Linked DNA regions of Sus scrofa: region 2 is linked to region 1. A link is a contact called in public Hi-C data. All regions are on one chromosome and are shown on one strand. The core of a region is the stretch at or near the end of the contact, and the rest is flanking DNA. Distances in the headings are between cores, read along the strand shown. Region 1 holds the start of SUDS3 (SDS3 homolog, SIN3A corepressor complex component). Region 2 overlaps TAOK3 (serine/threonine-protein kinase TAO3).

Evidence for each region. A called contact is a pair of places that touch in the nucleus more often than the background predicts.
Region 2: a Hi-C map of heart right ventricle shows a contact between it and region 1, with 2.0 times the contacts expected there. The contact joins the enhancer-like site here to the promoter of SUDS3 in region 1. A contact is called at or near these places in 2 of 5 promoter capture datasets (fetal liver and fetal skeletal muscle), 2 of 47 Hi-C or Micro-C datasets (heart right ventricle and skeletal muscle) and 1 of 2 datasets of contacts at active chromatin or transcription factors (alveolar macrophages).

The regions. Positions count from the first base shown.
Region 1 is chr14:34,315,789-34,322,727 of Sscrofa11.1, reverse strand. SUDS3 (SDS3 homolog, SIN3A corepressor complex component) reads left to right here and starts at 5,652. Exons shown (of 12, transcript NM_001243408.1): 1 at 5,652-5,942. The coding sequence starts at 5,807. TAOK3 (serine/threonine-protein kinase TAO3) reads right to left here and starts at 712. Exons shown (of 21, transcript XM_001924400.7): 1 at 398-712.
Region 2 is chr14:34,468,261-34,474,854 of Sscrofa11.1, reverse strand. TAOK3 (serine/threonine-protein kinase TAO3) reads right to left here. Exons shown (of 21, transcript XM_001924400.7): 14 at 1,050-1,184. Among named protein-coding and RNA genes, the nearest start is that of PEBP1, 59 kb to the left of the region's middle. Within about 2 kb of position 1,739, at least 38 of the 83 cell types and tissues checked have an H3K27ac peak or open chromatin away from gene starts, as enhancers often do. A contact at or near this core is called in alveolar macrophages, fetal skeletal muscle and skeletal muscle, where this site is marked.

The DNA of each region.
Region 1 (6,939 bases), core at 4,403-6,902:
GGTCCCCTTGCGGCTCAGACCCGCTGTCCTGGCCCATTTCAGGGACCCTTCCCTTGAGTCTCTCTATCCCGGTCCCTCTTGGGGTCTCCCCTCAGACGCACTGTTCCGGTCCCTCTTGAGGTCTCCCCTCAGACCCATCGTTCCATTTCCCCTCAGGGCCCCCCCTCTGGTCCGCTGTCCCGGCCTCTCTCGGGTCCCCTTCCACCACACCCGATGTCCCAAGCCCTCTCAGGGTCCTCCTCTCAGAAACGCGGGGCGGCCCCTCTCCGAGACTCCTCAGCCAGAACTGTCAAACCCGCTGCCGAAACTCCCTCACTCGGTCCCTCGCCGACCCCACTCCGCCCTGAGTTCCTTCGCCCCGGCTCACTGTCACCTCCCTGCGCCCCGGTGCTCTCACCTCAGACCTGCTGTCACCACCCCGGGGCCCGGCGTCGCCGCCGCCGCTTCCTCTCCCACACTTGTTCCCGAATCGCTCTTCTGCCGCTTGTTCCCGGGAAGATCCCCAGGTCCGGTCGGTAAGCTACGGGTCCGGCTGCGCAGAGCCTCCGCTCGCGGTTTCCGCGTCGGGTGCCACTCTTGCACGCAGGACCCCACCGCCGCCGCCGCCGCCGCCGCCGCCGCCCCTGGGCGCCACACGGACCCTCCCGCTGCAGCCGCTGCTGCTGTCCGAGGTGCGGCTCCTGCCAGGGATGGCCAATCGCACCCGACTGCGCCGAGCGCGCTCCGCCCCGCCGTCCCAAGTCCGCCCGCCCCCTGCCCCTGACCACGCCCCCAGCCAGGCTCCAATAGGCTCTCTACTGACCTTCCCTGATCGCGGGGCACAGACTTAGGGCCAGATATAGGTACTTGATTGGAGGTGCCTTGGAAGCAGAGCTGTCGATGGTGCTTGAGGATTGGCGGAGTTGAATGTGGGCGGGACCGGGAGGGGCGGGGTTTCCTCAGACGCGGAAGACCTTGCAACTTCACTCACCCACTGGCCCGCCTCGGGTGCGGTCGTCCTTGTTTGCGCTGTGTTGGGGTCAAAGTTCATGGCACTCCCCTCTGAGCCTTTATTTTTCTGGGGAGACTCCCAGAGGCCAAGGCCCCTTGGGACTCTGGGAGACCACCATGCGAGAGCCTTTAAGGCGGTCCCGATTTCCCCGTTAGACCTGGCACAGCTTTCTAAATAATTCTGCCGTAAATCGATAACAGCAATTATTCACTCAGGACTTGTGAACGTTTCCTGTATTTAACCGCTTTTATATCTTTGGCAAGGGAGTTACACTTCCTTACATTGCATTCCGCAGACATCAGTATAATGATGTTGATGGGAAAAAAAAATCTACCTCCTAGATGCATAGTATGCACAACTAGGCATTTAGCACTGTCAGGGAGCGTTTTCATAGTTACAAGACCAAAGTTAAGAAATACTCAGTTTGAGGGTTATGATAATAATTACAAGTAAGGGAGTTTCCGTCGTGGCTCAACAGTTAATGAACCCGACTAGGAACCATGAGAATTTGGGTTTGATCCCTGGCCTTGCTCAGTGGGCTAAGAATTTGGCATTGCCATGAGCTGTAGTGTAGGTTCACAGATGCGGCTAGGATCTGGCATTGCTGTGGCTGTGGTGTAGGCCAGCAACTGTAGCTCCGATTGGACCCCTAGCCCAGAAACTTTCATAGGCTGCTGGTGTGGCCCTAAAAAAAAAAAAAAAAAAAAAAACTAGGAACAGGAACTGTTTGGTAGGGGAACCCTTCAGGGAGGCTTCAGCAAACCTCTTCAACATATTTTTTCTCAGGGCCCTGTGAAATGATTTTATGATTTTTGCGGTAACTAATGGCCAAAGTATAATGAACTTTGACCTAAGTGCTACTGGTGATAACCAGAGACCCATCTTGACCCAAACTGAAACATTGTGCTTGCCAGGGGTGAAAGTGCATGTTTTAATTCAGAGCCATACTTTATATTTTTGTGAAACATATGTTGAACTAATACTGGAAACTGAAAACTGCTGCCTTCACCCCAAACCCTAAAACTTAGGGGCTTTGAGAATTTAGCATTTTGTGAAGAAATCGTTTCATTTCAGGAACACAGTTTGTTCCTAAGCCTTGTCAGATACATTCAGGACTTCACTCTTAGAAACCTCTCCATCATCAACTCTTTCTAAACTCTTGCTATCAAAATTTGTGTTCAAAATACTATTCATGTTTTCCCTAGTGTTTTAAAATCATATCCGTTCCAATTAAGATGCTTCCCCTTAAAATTTCAGTTTTTTGAGTGTTAGGGGGTGTACAGAGGGCCTGTGGAAAGGGGCTGGCAGGATTTCCTTTCAGATGAATTCAAATGTGGATGTCTCCTGAAGAGTGTGACCGAGTGCCATTATGGAAAGGGATGCAAAGAGATTTCTAGGTGGTAAAACTTGGTTTTGAGGGAACTTGGTTTTTATAGGCCTAGAGGAACACTGTCCATAATCATATTAGGTAACTATAAAAGTTGGGTGAGACTAAAGTCATGAGAGAATTTTTTTTTACTAGGTCCCCCTCTACAGAGTATTTATTAAGAGCTCATCATACCAAATGCAGTAAGGATAGAAGAAATTGGGTAAGTTTTCATAATCCAAGTGTTCAGTTCTCTCTATTCATATAGAAAAGAAGTTCATGATCATTGACAGATGTTATTTGCAATCAAGAAGACAAGTAAAGGGAGTTCTCTTTGTGGCTCAGCCAGTTAAGAAACTGACATACTGTTCCTGAGGATTTGGGCTTGATCCCTGGCCTCTCTCAGTGGATTAAGGATCTGGTGTTGCTGTAAGCTGTGTCATAGGTTGCACATGCTATTGGGATCCAGTGTGGCTGTGGCTGTGGCTGTGACATAGGCTTCAGCTGCAGCTCCAATTTGACCCTGAGGCCAGGAACTTTGATATGCTACAGGTGCGGCCTTATAAAAGGTAATAAATAAAAAAAGAAGAAAAGTAAAACATACACAAGGTAAACATGCCAGTGTCTTGAAAGGAAAGAAAACCAAATAGGAAAGATAACCCACCACCTTTTTTTATTTGTTATAACATTCTATCAGTGAACTCTTATTTCTAAAATGTTGGTGCATTTTTGGTCTCTGATTATTGCTACTGATGGAAACACTAAGTTGCTCAATATAGTTGATTACAAATAATTTAGACATGACCTAACAGCATAAAAAAGAAAATGACTTCATCCTTTGGACAAGAGACAGTTTTGAAATTCTAGTTTAAATATGGATGGTGGACCTACAGGGAGCCATGAGAATGACTCTTATTTAGAAGGAGGTTCAGAAGCTTTCTGAACTCCTGGAAAGACATTGCAACATTCCATTCTGAAAATTCTTGTGTTTTGTTGGGAGGAAGAATCCCTTATAAGCAGAACCAAGATTTTAATTATAACAAGGTAGAAAATAAGAAATATTAAAATAAATGGGATGAGTTCCCATTGTGGCTCAGTGGTTAACGAACTTAACATCCATGAGGACACAGGTTCAATCCCTGACCTTGCTCAGTGTGGGGTTAAGGATCCAGTGTTGCTGTGAGGTGTAGTGTAGGTTGCAATCTCAGCTCGGATCCTGTGTTGCAGTGGCTGTGGCGTAGGCCAGCGGCTACTACACCTCTGATTCAACCCTTAGCCTGGGAACCTCCATATACCATGGGCGTGGCCCTAAAAAGCAAATAAATAAGTAAATGTGATGAGAATAAATTTTTTCACAGTGAGAAGACTCTGTGGGGGCCAATTCAGAGGTACTTTTGGTCACAAAGCATCTGAGAGTGAGAATATTGGGTTACATCCTGGCTTTTACATCTGTGTTCAACTTTACTGCAAGTTAATTTTTTTTCCCCCTTTTTTTGGCCTCCCCAGGGCATGTGAGAGTTCCCTGGCTGGCGATCAGATCCCAGCTGCAGTTGCAACGTGTGCTGCAAGCAACACCAGAGCCTTCATCTACTATGCTGAGCTGGGGATTGAACCTGCATCCCAGCACTACAGAGATGGAGCTGATCCTGTTTTGCCACAGCAGGAATTCTTTTTTTTTTTTTTTTTTTTTTTTTTTTTTTTGTCTTTTTGCCTTTTTGCCTTTTCTAGGGCCGCTTCCTGCGGCATATGGAGGTTCCCAGGCTAGGGGTCTAATCGGAGCTGTAGCTGCCGGCCTACGCCAAAGCCACAGCAACGCGGGATCTGAGCCGCATCTGCAACCTAGACCACAGCTCATGGCAATGCTGGATCCTTAACCCACTGAGAGAGGCCAGGGATCGAACCTGCAACCTCATGGTTCCTAGTTGGATTCGTTAACCACTGCGCCATGACGGGAAATCCAGTAATTTTTTAAGATACTTTTTGTATGGAGATTTGGGCGCAGCATAGTAAGGAGTGGGGTTACTTTGGACAAACCATTAAACATCTCTGGGCCCTTCTATCGCTTTTCTTGCTACACCCAAATAGACAAGAGACATCCTTAATTTTTTCACTAAGCAAGTGTCTCCTACTCAGAGGTAATCAGATAAACTGATTCATGCAGATATTCAACGCGCTTGTTTTCTAAATTACCAGCAAGCACCTTCCTGTCTTAGCCTAATTAACTTTCTGCAGGCAAATACTCCACTTGCTCAACTGAGAGTTGAGTTAGCAAATTATTGCATTGGGGAAAGCTACCTTTTAAAAAAAATTCATATTCTAAGAAATATGAGGCAGCTGTACTGTAGAGGGCCTGGGTCTGAGAGTTAGACACAAGGTAGCCTTGTACAATACCATTTTTTGTTTTTAAGACAAGAGGTAGCTCTTTTCTCATCTGTAAAATCAGGAGAACATCGTAGTGAACCAACCTGTACAAACAGAAGGGATGCCCATTGACTGGGAAAATACTGGGTTTTGCTGACCCCAGGATGGAATACTAACATCTTTTTAAATTTTATTTTATTTTTTTTTGCTTTTTAGGGCCACACCCTCAGCATATGGTGGTTCCCAAGATAGCGGTTGAATCAGAGTTACAGCTGCTGACCTATGGCACAACTCGGGATGAAAACTGCATCTGCGGCCTACACCACAGCAATACAGGATCCTTAACCCACGGAGCGAGGCCAGGAATCGAACGCACAACTTCACGGTTCTCTAGTCGGATTCGCATTCGTTTCCGCTGCGCCCCAAGGGGAATTTAGTATCTTCTTTATTTAAGTTCTTAGTAAAGCTCCAATTAGACAGGCGAGGAGCCAGGCTCTTTTTCTTGGGTTGAGCACGCAAACTCTGTTAAGGTTTCCTGGATGGTTCATGTTGTTCACCTGTTTAAATTTGAGACCACCTCCACCTGCAAAGAGCCCTTTAGTCTCTGCTTTCCAAAGTCCCTAAAGATCACCTCTTTAGATTTGGCTCCAGGCGCCGCCTGGCGGCTATTTCCGGAAGTGGCCGCTGAGCTTCGGGGTCCTAGCCGCGGTGGGGCCTGGCCAAGGATTTGCCTAACCCCAGAGAGCCTGTCTCCGCCCCTCCCCCCACCCGTGGAGGATTTTTAAGACGGCAATGAAGGAGATGGGGCTAAGGCGAAGGGGATGTTCATCTGCCTTTCCATTCCCTCTAGGATGGCGGAATCAGGCGGTCCTCGGGCAGGTCGCGACCCGGAAGTCGCCGCTGGCGCGAGGCCCCCGTTGCCCGGAGCAGGCGCGAGGGGCGGAGTTTGGCGAAGACAGCGAAGGGGTCGCCGCGGCTCCCGCTCTACGGGTCGGCGGCTCCCTCGGGCGCTGCTGGGCAGACGTGGAGTCCGCAGGGCGGGTGACCGCGGTCCCCAGCTGGCACGCTCGACTGCGGGTAGAGTCGACATGAGTGCTGCGGGACTGCTGGCTCCAGCCCCGGCTGGAGCGCCGCCGGCTCCGGAGTACTACCCTGAGGAGGACGAAGAGCTGGAGAGCGCCGAGGACGACGAGCGCAGCTGCCGGGGCCGCGAGTCCGACGAAGGTAGGACCCAGCCCGTTGGATGGGCTACCCAGGGCCGGGGTGGGCGGCAGTGCGAGGGGGTGGGGCTGCCCGGGGGGGGCGGGGCCACCTCTGGGGCTTGGGGGCGCCTGTAGGGGCAGCTGGGAGGAGAGCGGGTCCCGGAAGTTACTGCGACAGGTCCCAGGGAAGGGGAAGCTTTGAGGACTTGTATATACAGTTTTGCCGAGAAGGGCCGTAAGGAACTGTTGTCAGAGTTGTAGGCCCCTTTAAGATTCTGCTCCTCTTCTCCCAACTGTCTCTGAACCTTAGGTCTAAACTGGTTTTAAGGACAAAGTCATTGATTGGATGAACTGAGTGTACTCTTTTTAGTTCCTGAGAGGATCAGAGTAAAGCCCAGTTTGGCTTCCTTGGTTCCCAGGGTGCACCCCCCTCCCCTCCCCGCTGCCGCCGTCCGGAAATGCCTAAGTCAGCCCTTCTTGGGTTAGTGCGGTACAGGTGGGTTCAGAGAAGGAAACCTGGAATCAGCCAGATCGAATTAGGTCTAAATTTGGCTCACTGAACCCAGCGTAGTGATATTAGACAATTTACTTAGGCTTCTGAGCTTCAGTTTCCCCAACTGCAATGGGGCTGACTTCCTGGTGCGATTATTAAATGAGATACAGGCATAGAGCACTTGACCTAGTCCTGGGTAAATACTCAGGTGTCTTCACCATTGGGGAAACCCGTACAGGGGGCAGGAGATAGAGATTTGCTTGGTGATGGCTCAGGTGGTGTTTTCAGTTCCAAACTCTTTACCTTAGTTTTACTGACTCTCAGAGCCTGGCTTTTCAAACTGGGCTTTATAGTTTGGCATGTGTGAGGAACACTTTTTGAGGAGTTGAGGAAGGAGTTGGCTGCAGTAGGAGAAAGGGGAAGAAACATAAAAGGACAAGAGAGAAGAAAGAAAGATAAAGAGAGACCAACATGTGGGTGAAATATTCTGGCACAAAATAGGCCTTGGAGCAAAAGCTTAGACCAG
Region 2 (6,594 bases), core at 490-2,989, 160 kb before region 1:
TGTCATCACAGGTTCTAAATGTAATAGCCAGGCAGTGTACACTAACTCTTCCTGCCCATGTGACCTCTAACATCAATTTGGGCAAAACAACTAATATTTCAATAATTTTTTGGCTGAGAAGTGAGATTCAGAAGCAAAAGATTAAAGAGAGTTTAGAGTGCCAAGGATGAAACGATGTGTGTGTGAGTGTGTGTGTGTGTGTGTGTGTGTGAGAGTGCGCACGCGCACGCGTGGGGGCCAAGGGGAGGAGGCATGAAAACTAACTCTTCCAGCACACACCCCTTTTGCTACTACAAGGGCATCCAGCAATCACATTTGCAATAGTAAAAATGCTGAAAGATCCTACAGTATCTTTTCTTCACAACCATCCCTGCCCTCTCCTACAAAGCCCTTCCTGCTTTACTGGTGCCAGGAAATTCTTTAGGGGTTAAATGGGGAAGTGCAGCCACTACCATTGTTGCAATAAATAAATGAATGAACCAGAACGAACCAGCAATCCATCCCCGGGAAACAAGTTCCTTATTTCCCACAATTATATTCATTAGCTAACAACCATTTATTTTAAAAAATTGTATTTTATCTTTTGATGTGTGTGTACACATTACAGACACACATGTATCTAAACAAAAAAAGAAGCACAGTGCCCTGCATATACATACATCAAATAGCTTTAAAATATTTTTTAGCACTATTATTTCAATGAAAAGACAAATAGCTTTTACTAAATTGGATAGATTAGCAACTTAATCTCAAAGGCCTTTTATTTTGCACATACAGCATATAAATACACACACACACACACACACACACACACACACACACACACAAAGGGTTTTTTTTCCATGCCATAGACAATGCTAAAATATCTGAGATCAGGTTGCTATGCCAACAGATTTTTTCTAAAATGAATAAAATTATTAGGGGGGAGAAAACATTCTTGACTCCTTTCCTCCCATCCATGAAGCCGAGAGAGGCTCAGGGAGGGCGAGAGGCTGCCAGATGGGGAGGAGGGGAAGGAAGGGAAGGTGGGTAGAGGGGTGTTTGCTTACCAAAGATGCTGATTTGATCGTGGCAAAGCGCTCTCTGTTCCGGTAGTGGAGGGCCTGGCTCTGAACTGACTGGGTAGGCCGCGGCTCAGGCCTGGGATCGCCGTGGCCCGCCTCATCCCTTATGAATACATGATCCTGCAGAAATGGATAAAAACAAGGAGAAAGTCCAGCTGTGCTCTTTCCTCGCCGGCTGCCTCTCTCTCACCCCTCTTTCTGCACAAGCACTGCTGTTTGAAATGCATAGTTTAGCTCTCTGCTAGTCCCCGCAGCTCCCACGGTACAAAATGAATAAGCAACACATTGCAGCCTTCAGTTAGGAATGTCAGCTGATCGCTAGTGGGATGCCTTCTGAATCCCTGGCAGGCTTTTTCTTTACCTCCAGAATTACATATATGCAAAAGAAAAAAAGAATAGAAAAAACAAGGCAATGTACAGACTCCTTAGAACAGTTTGCTTAAAACGCTGTAACCAAATAATTCCTTTAAAAATGTCACGTCCATGTCTAGCAAGGAGGATGCTGGTGGCTTTTAACATAAAAGCGAGCCTCCGCCTCATTCCCTTGAAAGATCTGCTTTCTCAATTTAATTTTATTTGAGATCTGTTCGGTAGGATCATCGTTCTGCCTAGAACCAGTGTAGGCTTGTGCTGAACTGCCTCTCTATCTTGTGCTGGGAAGATTCGGCAGTCACTGAGGGATCCTGCTTTCCAGTCATGATCGTACACAGTTCTAGCACCTTCTCTCTACAGCTTCTGAAAGGATTTTTTTTTAGATTTAAAGAGACAGGCATGCAATTTTAACCAAATGATACTTTCACAAATTCTTCCCCAACTCAGTGTCGGTATGGTCACCAGAGTGAGTAAAGCTGGAATTTAATGTCCTTGACTGATTTAATCAAGTCTGTTCTTCTTGACAGGCAAAGATGATTAATCTTATTGTAACGCCCAGTGAAAAATAACATTCCCTGGAAGGATGATAATGGATGTTTCTTAAATGCAATTGAAATGACTTTTAAAGGGGAAAATGCTTTCAAAGGGCGATGCTTTGCTCTATAAAAGATGGAGTGGTCAGTAGTCAGTAAGTAGCTTTAACCCTTCAGAAAAAAAGGTACTAAAATAATTAATAGCTCAGAAACCATGTACAACCATGGGGGATTTTCAAATAGTACATGTTTAGGACGGGGAAGGAGAAATTAATTCTCTTATTGCCCTAGGGTTTTAGGGAAAACCATTGTGAGAAGTCAGTTTTGCATTTTGTTTATGACTACTTGAAATTTTTAATAATTGCTCAAAATTAAAGAAGTTTAAAAAAATACAAAATTTTATTATATGGTCTAAAATATTGAAAAGTCAAAACACATATACCCACTGAGGAAAATTAAATTTTACATCCAAGTTTTTATGTAAAAGCCAAGAGCCATGATTAAATTCATCACTGGGCTGATTTTCTTTTTCCGTTGATAAAATTAGAATGCTTTAGAATGTTGGGAAGATAAATCTATATTTAGAGATATTCTTTTTCCAATTTTCTGTATTGTGGTCTAGTTTGCTTTCAAATAATGAAGGGACATTTAATGCCATTGAAGGCATATACATAAAATTCAAAAGATGTCCAATAAAATAGCATTTATCTACCTATAAGATAAATAGATATCCAATAAGATAGCATTTAGCCACATGGATGTTTTAATTGAAAAAAATGTAAAATCCAGGATAGTTCTAGTCCTGGCGTAGCAGAAATGAATCCGACTAGGAACCATGAGGTTGTGGGTTCGATGCCTGGCCTCACTCAGTGGGTTAAGGATCCGGCGTTGCCGTTTAGGCCGCAGACACGGTTTGGATCTGGCATTGCTGTGGCTGTGCTCCAATTAGACCCCTAGTCTGGGAACCTCCGTGTGACGTGGGTGCGGCCCTAAAAAAGACAAAAAAAGAAAAAAATGTAAAATTCAGTTTTTAAGTCACAGCAGCTATGTTTCAAGCTAGCCAATAATTGCAGCTACCATAATGAACAGTACAGATACAGATCATTTCCATCACTGAAGAAAGTTGTAAAAATTCATTTCAAACCATATTTTTGAAATTTATTAAAAAAAATTAATACATCAATTTAAAATTTTCTACATTATTTCTTGGGAAATCTAAACTTCTATTTCACTGGGCAAAGAGAGATTCAGCGTGGGACTTGATTTATGCACCTAAGTTTAAGGTTCTAGGGAGGAAGGCCCTGGGATCTACCACCCTTCATTTTGCTGGATTTTTATTAATAAATTACATTATCTCCAAAGTTTATCTTACTTAATATTACAATCCCAGAAAAGCAAGAAGTTTCTAAATGCCAGGGATCAGATGAGACAGACTAGGTAGAGACCTGTGGTTTTACAGGTCAGAGTTTGGGTGAGTATTAGTTAGCTAATGTTAATTGCACTTATTGAAGGGGAGCTTGTGAATGGTGCAGTAGCAGGTAGGTTTCAAACTGTGATAACTTGATTTACGAAGTTAACTAGGGACACTAGAACCCACTCTACTCATGTAACAAAATAAAATGAAACACATTCATGTATGAATATGTATAATTTTAATATTAGTTTTTCTCTCAGATAAAAATTAACACTTGTAGGTTACCCTGTTTATCAAATTAAAAGTCACATTATATTTGCAGAGTTTTTTAACTCAAGGATATTGGAATACACTGGAAAATTAAAACATGAAATCATAGTGATTTCAGTTGACACATACCTAATTAAATAACCCACTAAGTTATATTTTAAAAATAATGCTATTTTAAAAGTTAGTCTGAAGAACAGGCCCAAAATTTTAATCTACTTTAATAAATAATGCTAACCATATAATCCTTTGCTTCTCCCTAATTTAAAAAAAAATTTAGCAGTTCCCATCGTGGTGCAGCAGAAACAAATCTGACTAGGAACCATGAGGTTGCGGGTTCGATCCCTGGCCTTGCTCAGTGGGTTAAGGATCTGGCGTTGCCATGAGCTGTGGTGTAGGTTGCAGAATCAGCTTAGATCCTGAGTTGATGTGGCTGTGGTGTAGGCTGGCAGCTGTAGCTCCAATTAGACCCCTAGCCAGGGAACCTTCAAAAGCCGCAGGTGCAGCCCTAAAAAGCAAAAAAATTAAAATAAATAAGTAAATAAATAAATAAAAATTTATAAAAGAATTCTTAGTTTTCATAGCAGCTTCATAACAGAGATCACCAACATTAAAAGTCTCCAAATAGTATACAAAAGACCACAAGATGAGGCAATATTTTAGTCTAAGTGGATATCCACTTCAAGTGCATAGGGAAATAAATTTTAAAATGTTTGACAACCATTGCTTAAAACAAGTTAAAAACTCTATAGACAAGTTAAATAATGGAAGCAATATCACAGTGAGAGGAATGTGACCTGAGAAGTAAGAACAAATTAAACTATCAGCTTTCCTGGGCATATTGCCTGTTGGTTATATTGCCCCTTGGAGTAACAGTCCCTTTGAAAATGACTATACCTGGTGCCCAGAGTTTCTGAACGGAACACATTTTAAGATTAATATTGGAAAGGGTCAATTTGCTATTTTACACAGTTAAGCACCACAACGTATAATTTACAAACAATGATAAGAGGGTCAACATTGGTGGAGTTCCTGTCGTGGCTCAGTGGTTAACGAATCTGACTAGGAACCATGAGGTTTCGGGTTTGATCCCTGGCCTTGCTCAGTGGGTTAAGGATCCAGCGTTGGTGTTGTGTAAACTGGTGTAGGTTGCAGACGCAGTTCGGATCCCACAGGGCTGTGGCTGGCAGCTGTAGCTCAGATTTGACCCTAGTCTGGGAAACTCCACATGCCACTGGTGTGGTCCTAAAAAGCAAAAAAAAAAAGAGCATCAACATCTTTTTTGATGTTGAAGAATGATTTTAGAAGTTTAAGAACAAACATCATGTTCTACTTTACCAAGACAAAATATATGAGTTGTTTATAATTTATCCTTAAAACATCATCATCCATGAACAAACAAAATAGCTCTTTGAAATACCAATATGGATTAGGGTATACCAACATCTGTTTTAAGTAAATTTATGTTAATCTGGTAAATTTACAATGTCCTTTCACTGCTAAAAAAAAAAACCTTCAGATTAAAAACTTTACTATTATACCCTGGACAAAGGATTTTACTTTTATTTAGAAGTTTTCCCTTAAATATCTATTTATGCTTCTGAAATGAGGATTCATGGTGTGGTCACCCATTTAGAGTTTCTAGATTAACTTGAAATTAATCTTGGAAACAACTCCACTGGATTATACTGTTACATTTTTGGTATACTTTTATTAATTTCCTTATCATGTTTGCACTTGTCTGTGCATAAGACTGTGAGCTTTTTGAAGGCAGAGTAAATGTGGTTTGAAAAATCTCAGTCTTCCTAGTACCTCACACAGTGCTTGATACTTTGTGGGCATTCTCTAAGTGTTTGCTGAATAAATAAGTTCAAGAATATAGGTCTGAGGAGATTTTGAGAAAATGACTTTCTCTTTTTCATTATTTAACAGAATTCAAATTGTATTTCATAAAAACTTTCCATCCTGTACTCTAACAAAGTTGTAAAACTCATAACATGTAACATAAGCATACCTTTACGTGCAGGGAGGGAAGAAATCTAAAAATGGCTGTTTTTCTGGTGACAAGAAGCCTTTTTATAGATTCCTGTACTTCTCATGCTATGGAGAAGAGATCAGCAAACCCACCACCTCTTTCATTTTGTTCATTTCAAATGATTAAATTATTGCCTAAGCAGATGCAGCTATCAAAGGTCAGAGGAAAGGGAGAAGAAGGAAAAGGATATCTTCACCTGGAAGAATAGCTTATTAGGGAGCAAAAACTGACTAGCTGAACACCGAGGATAAAGATGTTACTACAGAGGTGGTTTGTGTGATGACTCTGTTTAAGAAATATTACCTTCATATGTTAATTTAGTTTTACTTTGCCAAACATGAGTTGAAGAGTCAAAGAACCCGCCCCTCTCTTCAGCAAAAATAATAGGAAAGGCCACTGAAGCAAGTGAAAATTAAACTAGAACATCCTATCCCCTCAAGGACATTTCTTTTTTTCCTCCCATGACAATGGTGAGAGCTGTTCTTTTTTTAAAGAAGTGGGGGAAACCCCCACTAACATTGAGTAATAGGAAGGGCTGAGTAAAGTTTTAAGAGTTAGGATAGAATAATGTAAAAAAAAAAATCTTAAAAGGGGGGCATGATGACTAGAGTTCATTAGGCATACTGAAAATAAATTGGTTACTGAACAAAGAGATTTTTGTTTGTTTTTTTAGGGCTGCACCCATGGCATTATGGATGCTCCCAGGCTAGGGGCTGAATCAGAGCTGTAGCTTCCAGCCTATGCCATGACCAGATCTAAGCCCCGTCTACAACCTATACCACAGCTCACAGTAATGCTGGATCGTTAACCCACTGAGCAAGGCCAGGGATCAAACCCGAGTCCTCGTGGATACTAGTTCTGTTCATTACTGCGGAGCCATGATGGGAACTCCCAGAGTTTTAATGTATT